2 separate regions of the Oryzias latipes genome follow, and region 1 is linked to region 2. A link is a contact called in public Hi-C data. All regions are on one chromosome and are shown on one strand. Each heading gives the region's core, a stretch centred on a gene start, on an enhancer-like site or on the middle of the called end of the contact. The rest is flanking DNA. Distances are from core to core; before and after follow the strand shown.

Region 1 (4,572 bases), core at 1,249-3,748, 280 kb before region 2:
GAAACACGCCTGAGCCTATGGGACCGCCGCGGCGCCCTCCTAAACCTCACCTTTTCACACACAGCCTGGAGGGCAGGTAGGCTCGGTACCCGTCTGTGATGTAGGGGTTCTCCCGCAGGAACGCCGGGATCTGCTCGTACGTGTACAGCCGGATGCCTCTGGGCACCAGAACCGGCCAGTACTGGTAACCTCCCAGCTCGATGTAGTGGGCCGTCTGGGGGCTCTTCTGAGGCATGGCGGCGGCAGCAGAGGCCTCCCGGACGCTGCGGCGAGGAGGCGGGTCAAAAACCACAACACGCCCAAGAAATGACACTTCTGCTCAGGAAAGGTTCAAGAAAACCATCCAGAAATCTGACTGAGAAGAGCGACGATGAGATCTGTCAGTGATGACGGGGAAGCAGACCTTCATCACCAAGGAGGAAGCAGACCCAGAAATGACCCCGGGCAGTGCCGGTTTTTGATATGGGCGATGTGGGCGGTCGCCCAGGGCGGCACTTCATAGGGGGCGGCATTGGCCGTGTCCGATGAGTAATGTGCTACATACAAAATTCAAAGAGATAGCTTGAAGTTTTAATTTGAAATTACTTCAGCAGCCGACACTTAATACTTTTGTTTTGACACATCAGACTCTTAATAATGTCTTCCTCCTGTTTCCTCTTCACACTTATGGTGCAAAAAAAAAAAAAAAAAAAAAAAAGAACAATTTAGAGTGAAACAACGTAAAACAGGCACATGAAAAGGATTTAGGCAGAACAAACATCCGTGCTCAACCCAATTTCGACAAAAGCAGGCAATGGGGATTATTTCCCACAATTCTTTGCTCCGACACAGCAGACCCGATGCGCACGTGACCACCGCCCTCTGCTGCAAGACGCTTGCGGCCACACCTCTTTGCGGTAGTCTTTGGAACATAAGTAAAAAAAACTCGAGAGGGGAGCGCAACTCGCCGGTGGCTGGCTGAATCACACTAACTGGTGTGATGGGAGTCTTTTTCTATCTGACAATCAACTCTGGGCCGCAGCTGCGCCTGTCGTCATGGAGACGGAGCCGCGTGTGTGAGAGGGAAGGGGAAGGGGGGGGGGGGATGAGCGCAGACCATTTTATATGGATTGAAGTTTTTTGGAGGATTTCTACTGTTGGTGTTGCACAAATTTAGGGAACTGCCAAATATTTTTGGAGTAATCCCACTGATCAGTTCTATGATTTAGTCTTTAATGTTTTATAAGACCTAAACATATTAATCACAATAAGTTTTATTTTTTAGATCTAATCCCTCTGTTATGTTTCACAAAGACACACACAGGACGTCACACATTAAGAAATTATTGCTAAAAATGAAGCAGGAGTCCAGCTCTAAAAAAAAATGCTCTAAAAAATGATGAAAGAGCAAAAAAATGGAATTATTTGATATGTAATTTCTTATTAATATTTCCAGGCTTTCTTTGTTTTTTGTCCTGCAGCATGTTCATATTTGTATAATGTTGACAGAATATATTTAAATGGAGAACAAAATATTACAAGTTATTTAAGGTTTAACTTGAGTTATTCTGGATTAATGTTCCTGTTTTTATTCATATTTATGTTCAAAAAGTTCAGTGTAAAAGGTTTAAAAGTTTAGCTTTAGTGTGTAGTTCAGTAAATCTTTATCTTCTTCGGCTCAAAACCTTAAGCGTGTTTTTAACTTAGGCCCCTGTGTGACTGAGTTTGACCCCCCTGTAATACGAGTCTAGAAAATTCATGCATTTTTTGAGTAAAATGGCTAAATAGAAGATAGGGAACACAACAGGATGTTGTATGTGTGCGCGGGGGGGGGGGGGGGGGGGGGGGGGCGCTGGTGGGGTTACTCGCCCAGGGAGTAAATTAGTGTAGAACCGCCACTGACCCCGGGTCAATTCTGGGTCTGCTTCCTCCTCAGCGAAGAAGAAGAAGCAGACCCTCATCATCACTGATGCTGAAGACCAACGTGTCCCGGTTTCAGCAACGCTTCAATCACTGGGAAACCGGAACCCCGTTCTCGGACTTCAGGTTTTGAACACAGGCGCGCGGCTCTCCTCTGTCTCTAGATACCGGAAGTAGATCAGCCAATGAAAGACGTGGATCGCAGAAACGGTCAGGACGGCTTCTTCCCCAGCGACGTGATCATCTAGGAGCCGATTAAAAGCAGGGCACCACGTGACCAACCCACCGAAGGATCTAGCCGCCGTTCAGCGCGCAGAACTTTACCGGAAAGGATATTTTAGGCACAAAAAAGCGTTTTGGAATCTCTGCCGATCAGGCGAATGTCGGAAAATCTCACCTGTTAATAGTTTCTGCTCTCAGGAATCACCTGCTCGGCTTCCGTCGTCTATTCGGAGGTTTACATTGTTTTCAACAAGTTAAAAAAAAACATAAAAAAGGATCATCTATTCATCTGTTCAAAAAGTTTTGGGTTCGCGTCTTTGTCTCAGAAAAAGCGTCATCACCTCTGGAGGACCCCGGAAGGTCCCCAAACACTGCCTGAATAAAAAGAACAGAACGTTTCCTTTGGCTGGTCTTTTAGATGAAATCAATGAGATATTTAAAATATAGATTTTTAGCTCATTTTCAGAGCAGGTTTAAAACTTTAACAACATATATGTAGATGAAGACAAAAATGACATTTCAGAAATAACAGTTTTAGTTCATCAGGAGCCTTCACTGATAAAGAAGCACAACGTTAATGCCTTTTGGTTTAAATGGTTAAAATGACAAAAAACAACATTTAGATCAAAATAAGGCGTTTTACTCCCCATCTTCCAAACCCACTTTATTCCCTTTTGGGATTGCTGAGTCATTTTTGGTAAATCTACAAACCATCAAAAGAGGATTTAAATCCAGCTGCAAAGAAAAACGGGTCACTTTCAGCCTCTTTTCTTCACGGAAAGAGAAGACCAGAGCGGAACGAGGATCTCCATCGTGTGATGAATGCTTCAACTAGAGCTTCCATGTATGCCGACTGGATGTTTTTGTCTTAATCTGCAGTTTGAAAAAAGGCTTTTGGACTTTTTTATTTGTGTTAAAGTTTTATTTATACCCAAACTTTTGACTTTTACCTTTGACTAAAATTGCTCCTTAAAGTCTTGTTTCGATCATCTTCTGATCTGTTTCCAAACCGTTCCCAGTCGTCTTTTAATGATGATGATGTCATTTTCAGCCATTTCCAAAAACCTGGGTGGTTTTCTAGGACGTAGTTTCTGCAGAGCAGCAGGAGTTCATCTCTGAGTTGTGGGCGGGACTGTAGCAACATGGTACTCATTTCCCATCATCCCTTTGGTTACAGTTCCTCCCACTAGCTTACAGCCCCTCACCCCCCAACCAAACATTAGTGGTGCAGCAACATCAGAGCAGGGGTGTCTGCTGAGAAGAAACATGCTGGAGATCAGAGCTCCTTCGCTCACGGTCCCCTTTAGACAAAATCTCCTCCGCTCCAGCGGCGCCCGTCTCCGCTCTGACTCGGCGCTGACGAATGTCTGGATCTGAGGGGGGGGTTCTGGATGGGGGGGTTTCTTCATGACATCAGCTTGTCATGTGAAGCTCTTCCTGTACAGAAGTATGAAACATAGAGCAGCTTTCTCAGGTTTTATTGGGCCCAGCTGGGACCAATGACCCCCCCACACTAACCTCACATGTTGCTTACATCACTAATGTTAAATGGACTGGAGGTCATGGAGGTCACCCTGATGCAACAGCCTTCCACCCGTCCTTCACCTTTGACCTGTTGCTGGGCTCGGCCTGAATAAAAGCTTCGCTGTCCGTCTAAAGCTCACATGCTTCCTGCTTTGCCAGGAGACGACGGGGCCTCTGCGACGCTCACGCGGCCTCGCGGCGGCGTGTGCTTGTCGGTGGCCGGCTGCTCTCATCGGCTTTATTTATAGCGGCCGCCACGAGACGTCTGCTGGAGACGAGCGTGTCCTCTGCGTCTGCGCCACAGTTTGTGAGGACCGCCATCAGAGGAAGGACGGGTGTCCCCGCCCCGGGCAGAGGGGGGGGCTTCACGTGTCACGTCTGCGGCGTGAGCCGACGTTCACTCCAGCTCAGAGCCGTGTTTGTTTGCTGTCTGCTTGTCGCTCGCCACTCTGGCGGGATGCTGACAGTGGTCTGAGGCGGCCTCAGCTCCTCACACGGTCGATCCCACCCCCCCTTCCCCTCTGTTTTCTGGGAGGACTCTCTGCAGGCCTCCATGCATGAAGCCGACGGCGCTCTTTGCTCCTCCTGCAGGCACAGAGGAAGGAAACCCTCTGAAAAGCCATTTTGAACTCAAACCCTTTTGGAAAACCTCCAGGAGAGCCGATCAGACAGAAACAGAAAGTTTCATCTTTCCTCTGCTGCACAAACACCAGACGTCACACATCTGACTCCACCCACATTTAGAAAGACTTCAGAACCGCGGATCCTGCTCCAGCATCAGGCTCCGCCCCGCTGTAGGTCCACAGTGACGCCGTTGTGTCCGTTCAGGCAGCTGGTTCTGGACCACACGGTTCTCCTGTCTCGACCAGAACATCACATTTGACTGGTTGAAGTCCCGTTTGACAGGGACAGGTTTTTCTGTCAGGA
Region 2 (4,613 bases), core at 1,516-4,015:
AATGTGAGTGTTGCATTAATGGTTTGGGCTGAACCGCCTTGTTCTGGGTGGTTGTCGTGGTTTCCTGAAGCAGCTAAAGAGGTTTCCCACTGAACTCATCTTTTCCTGTGACGGACGAGCTGTGACAGCTTCACCAGCTATTCTGTTGGTCTGTCAATCTCCTTGACTCAGGTCCTCCTCATGTCTCTGCACGTAAATCTACAATTACCACTTTTTGTTTCCAAAACGAGACTTTTGGTCCGTCTTGCATGAAAACTAAACAATTCAACTCCTCCAAATGTGAGGAGACGTTCAGAGCGGTCATCCTAAAAGCCGTTCCCTTCCAGGTCCTGAACTCTGATCTCACTAACCTACATGTTTAACTTAATCGGCCTCGTCTGAAAACGCAAGCATCCTTTTTCAAGAAGACAAGCGACCTTCATCAGCGACCTCCTCAGACCCACAGCCTATTCTGGATCTTTGCAGTCAGCAGAGTCTCACTGGAGTTAGGGTTTCATTCAGAGAGGTTTTCTTCTTCCAGATTTTGATTTCTCCAAAAAAAAAAAAAATTCTGTGGTAAAATCTGATGGAGCTGAGAAAGTCAATCATGAAACGTTCCTCCTATTTAATGAGAAGCTTTGCTGCACAGCGTTCAGAAAAGAACAATTTTTTTTCATTCCAGAACCACTGAAGTTGTTCTGCACCGAGTCGGCTGTTCGGAAGGATTTTTCATTTTGAGTCAGAGACGATATTTTCTCTAAAGAACATAACTGATGTTTTCCATGATTCATCCACAGAAACCTGGACTGGAAAAAGGTCTGTTCACCTTCCAAATACTAAAAATGAGTCAGTGTTTGAATATTCCCAGCATCTCACATCGTTCACCATAGACGGACAGATAGATAAATAGATGAGTACACAGACCCGCTACATTAAAGAGGCACAGTGTCAAGACAACACAAGTTAAGAAGCACGAAAAATTACAATAGTTCATCAAAAAATAATTCATTAAAAGGGTTTGAATAAAAGAACCAGATGAAAACATTACTTATACATACCACACCATAACATTAGGTACAAGGGCAAATGAAGAGACAGTCCCTCCACTGGTTATTGTCATTTATGGTCAATTACTTTCTTTTCAAAGATAAAAAAATGAACCCTCAGTCATGTTTTCTGCACCAGAAATCCCTAAACGACGGCGTAAAGACGGACGAAGAGGTGATGACGAACGTCTGTTTTTGCCTCCCAGAAACCATCAGATCTGCGTCTGGCTGTCCGCAGCTCTCAGAGAAAACAGCCTCGTCGTTTTAACACTCACCAAATACCAAAGAAACCCGTGGACCGCATTTACCATTTGGGTTTTTAGGAGGAAAAAATATGAAAGTTGTCAATGGATTTTGTAATTTCATCATAAATCATTTTGTGTTCATGTGATGACCGGAAAAACCTGCAGCTCTGTGCAAACAAAACTGTTTTTTCCTCCGTGAGGCCAGAATGTTTCTGAGGATTTACACTCCGCTTTGTCCTTAATATGCTGCCGTCTTTAGCAAAAAGGAATCATGGTTATTATGAATTAGTTATTCAAAAAGGAGATTTGAAATTGGAAGCAGATGAAGAGGAGCTGATTGTCTGCAGACCTGTCAGCATCACTTCTGTCTCGCTCTGCAGTCCAACTGTTTCCTCCGAGGCTGAAACTGCTTTTTGGTGATGAAGCTGACAGTTGCTGTTTGTGTGAAGCTTTATAGGAAAAGTGTGAGTCTCTGCAACTCGTTTGGTTCTTCGCTAAGCTTTTACATTTTGCAAACATTTGTTCTTTGTTTCTAGTCAAACAAAAAAATGTGGTGAGAAAAAAGATCCAAGTGGATTTTTGTTGTGTAGCAAAAATTCAATTTTTTTAATTGAATCATTTTCAGGAGGAAAACACAGCAGCGGGAATCAGATTTACTACAAAGCGTCACGGATCCGTTTAATCTGAAACAGTCTCATCACTTTCAGCTCTTGGATGCAGAAATCTGTTTTCTTGTTGATGTCCAGAATAAAAAGTCCTTACATCTTAAATTCGGTTTCTGCCGCACAGATGCCATAAAGGTTCAAGGGAAAGTTCTCCTCTGCAGCTCCCTTCTTCACCTGTTCTGTCCTGACGGGGTCACAGGTGGGGGTCACAGGTGGGGGTCACAGGTGGGGTCAGGGTCCACCCTGAACGGTCGTCCGTCTGCATCAAAATATGTGCCTCCAACGTCAGCAAATGGTACTCTGGCGCCCCCTATGTGGCCGTGAGCACACTGCAGGCAGCAGAGATGCGCCGGGCGCGCGGTCCGTCTGACCGCACGCAGAGCGCACACCGCCGCGGGATTGATTTCCTGACACACACACACACCCCCCACCCCCCAGGAAAAAAAAGAGCCAAAAAAAGAAAGCAAACTAAATCACAGGCGGGGCAGGATTTTAGACAAACATTTTATGTTTTTTCCTTTCTAATTTTTTACATTTAATTTATTTCTAAAAGTATTTCGTCTAAATGTTAAAATATTATAATTATTATTTTTGTTATTTTTGTGATCAATATTAATCGAACTCAAGATTTTTTCCCAGCATCCCACCGGCTGAATGTCACTTTACTCCAATACAACCACCAACTTCTGTGATTTGAATTACAATAATAATGGGAGGAGGTGTTCGGGGGGAGGGGGGCTCTTTATCCCTCCGTGTCCATAAATCGCATCTAATGACAGTCGGGCAGGGAAGAGTTAAAGGGAGGAGACGGAGAGTGACACGCCTCATTGGGTAGATTATGTGCCGCAAACAAAAAGTGTGTGTCTGCGCGCCAGTCAGCCAGAGCTGCGGCCCCATCTGTGCGCCTGCGTCTGCTCCTCTGTCTACCTTCATCCGTCCGCCCCGCCAGCGTCGGCGAGCCTCTGCCGCAGCACTGTCACTTTCACCGCGCCGGGGGGGGGCATGAACTGATTCTGGGCCAACCCGGGAGCGCCCCGCCACCTCCACCGAGCCCCCAGCTTGATTCCGGAGCCGTATTGTAGTTGCTGCTTCTTCCCGGGACTGTTGACGGTTCTGCGCCGCAGCTGCGCTCTCCAACCGTTTGTGGATTATTGCTCATCCTGGTCGACGCAGAGGTAGGTGAAGCCCAAACGCGCGATTCGGGATAGTTTTGGAGGATTTCTGGGTTGAGTTTCGTTCGTCCTGCGAGCGCTAAAGGCTGTGCGTCTGCGGAGGGGAGAGAAGGCGCAGATGTGGCTCCGCGGCGCTGATTTAGAGCGCCTGGCACCGCTGTAGCATATGGGTGTAGCATCCCCCACCCACTCGGCCTGCCTCTGAAGGAGCACTTTATGGACACAGAACCTTCATTATAACAGGGTCCGTGTCTGCGAACCGCGTCTGGGTCGGTTCCGTCCTCACGGAGCGCGAATGGAAGCTGCTTTCTGAAAGCTCGTTCAGGTTTGCAGCGGTCCTAAAGAAAGGCTCAGCTGCACTAAATCACACAAACCTCAAGAAAAATGGATCATCTTCAGGTACAAATATTCCAGTTTAGTTAGGATCCACGGCATCAACATTGATTCATAAAGAATCAAATAAAAAGAGGAGCCTGAGCAGCCGAAGCGTCGCTTCTCCTCATTTGTCTTTGGTCTTATTTTATGCCAACAAGTATATTTGATTAAAAAATTAAAAATTTTATCGGTATGATCCCGTTCCTGTTGCACCGGTGAATCCTCTGGTTTTCGTGTTTTTGGAGCTGCATTCAAAGGAGCGGGTGCGTAAAGACGCGCGGCGGCTCAGGCCCGGAACGCTCACTGCTTTATTTTTTCATGCTCACATTTATTTTATTGGCTGTTAACTGGCGGCGCCGTGACTTTAACGCCTCCAAGGCAGCGAGGCCCTCATTATTATTGTTGTTATTATTACTATTCTTTTTTAAATTATCATTATTATTATTATTATTAGTGTGTTGGTGTATTCTAGCCAGGAGGAGCGTGTTTTCGCGCGCACTTGTGCCGCGTGAACACGCACTCAGCGGTGATAATAAGCCGCTCGTGCTGCTTTAATTACAGTCTCAGAGGAAAAGTGGAGATTATGGTAATGAGGAGCCACGCGCTGCCGCGTGCGTGCGTTCCTAAAGAGGCTATGGCGGCGGGAAGCCGCCGGACTCTCCGGTTAAATGTGACTATTGAGCTTTGGCAAATTAAAAGTGCGGAGGAGCGCGCGCTCAGAATATTTCCTTTTCATTTTTCAAACTGCACATTCTCGTTAAAAGTGGAAGTCTTACGGGGATTTTGGGAGTTTTGGCTGAAGAGGAGCTTCCACGAGGAATGTTAGTGACACTTTTTCTAATTTACAAATTAACATTATTTAAAAATAGGTTAATGTTCACATTAACAGGTCAAGCAGTATGTGTCCTTTAAAAACAGCAACATATTATTGGTATATTAATACTACTACTACTACTTAGGATACTGATGATGATGATAATAATAATAATAATAATAATAATAATAATAATAATAATAATAATAATAATAATGTTAAATAATAAAAAAAAATGTTAAATAATAATAATGTTAAATAGTAATAATAATAATAATAAAAAATATATAATAATAATAAAATAATAATAATAATAA

Evidence for each region. Hi-C and Micro-C count contacts between places; a contact is called where the count stands out from the background.
Region 1: a Hi-C map of embryo shows a contact between it and region 2, with 6 times the contacts expected there. The contact joins the promoter of paqr3 here to the promoter of prdm8 in region 2. A contact is called at or near these places in 4 of 5 Hi-C or Micro-C datasets (embryo and gastrula embryo).

What each region holds. Positions count from the first base shown.
Region 1 is chr9:32,736,738-32,741,309 of ASM223467v1, reverse strand. paqr3 (progestin and adipoQ receptor family member 3) reads right to left here and starts at 2,498. Exons shown (of 7, transcript XM_020706365.2): 1 at 2,297-2,498; 2 at 51-263. The coding sequence starts at 235.
Region 2 is chr9:32,459,361-32,463,973 of ASM223467v1, reverse strand. prdm8 (PR domain zinc finger protein 8) reads left to right here and starts at 2,765. Exons shown (of 4, transcript XM_004072846.4): 1 at 2,765-3,110.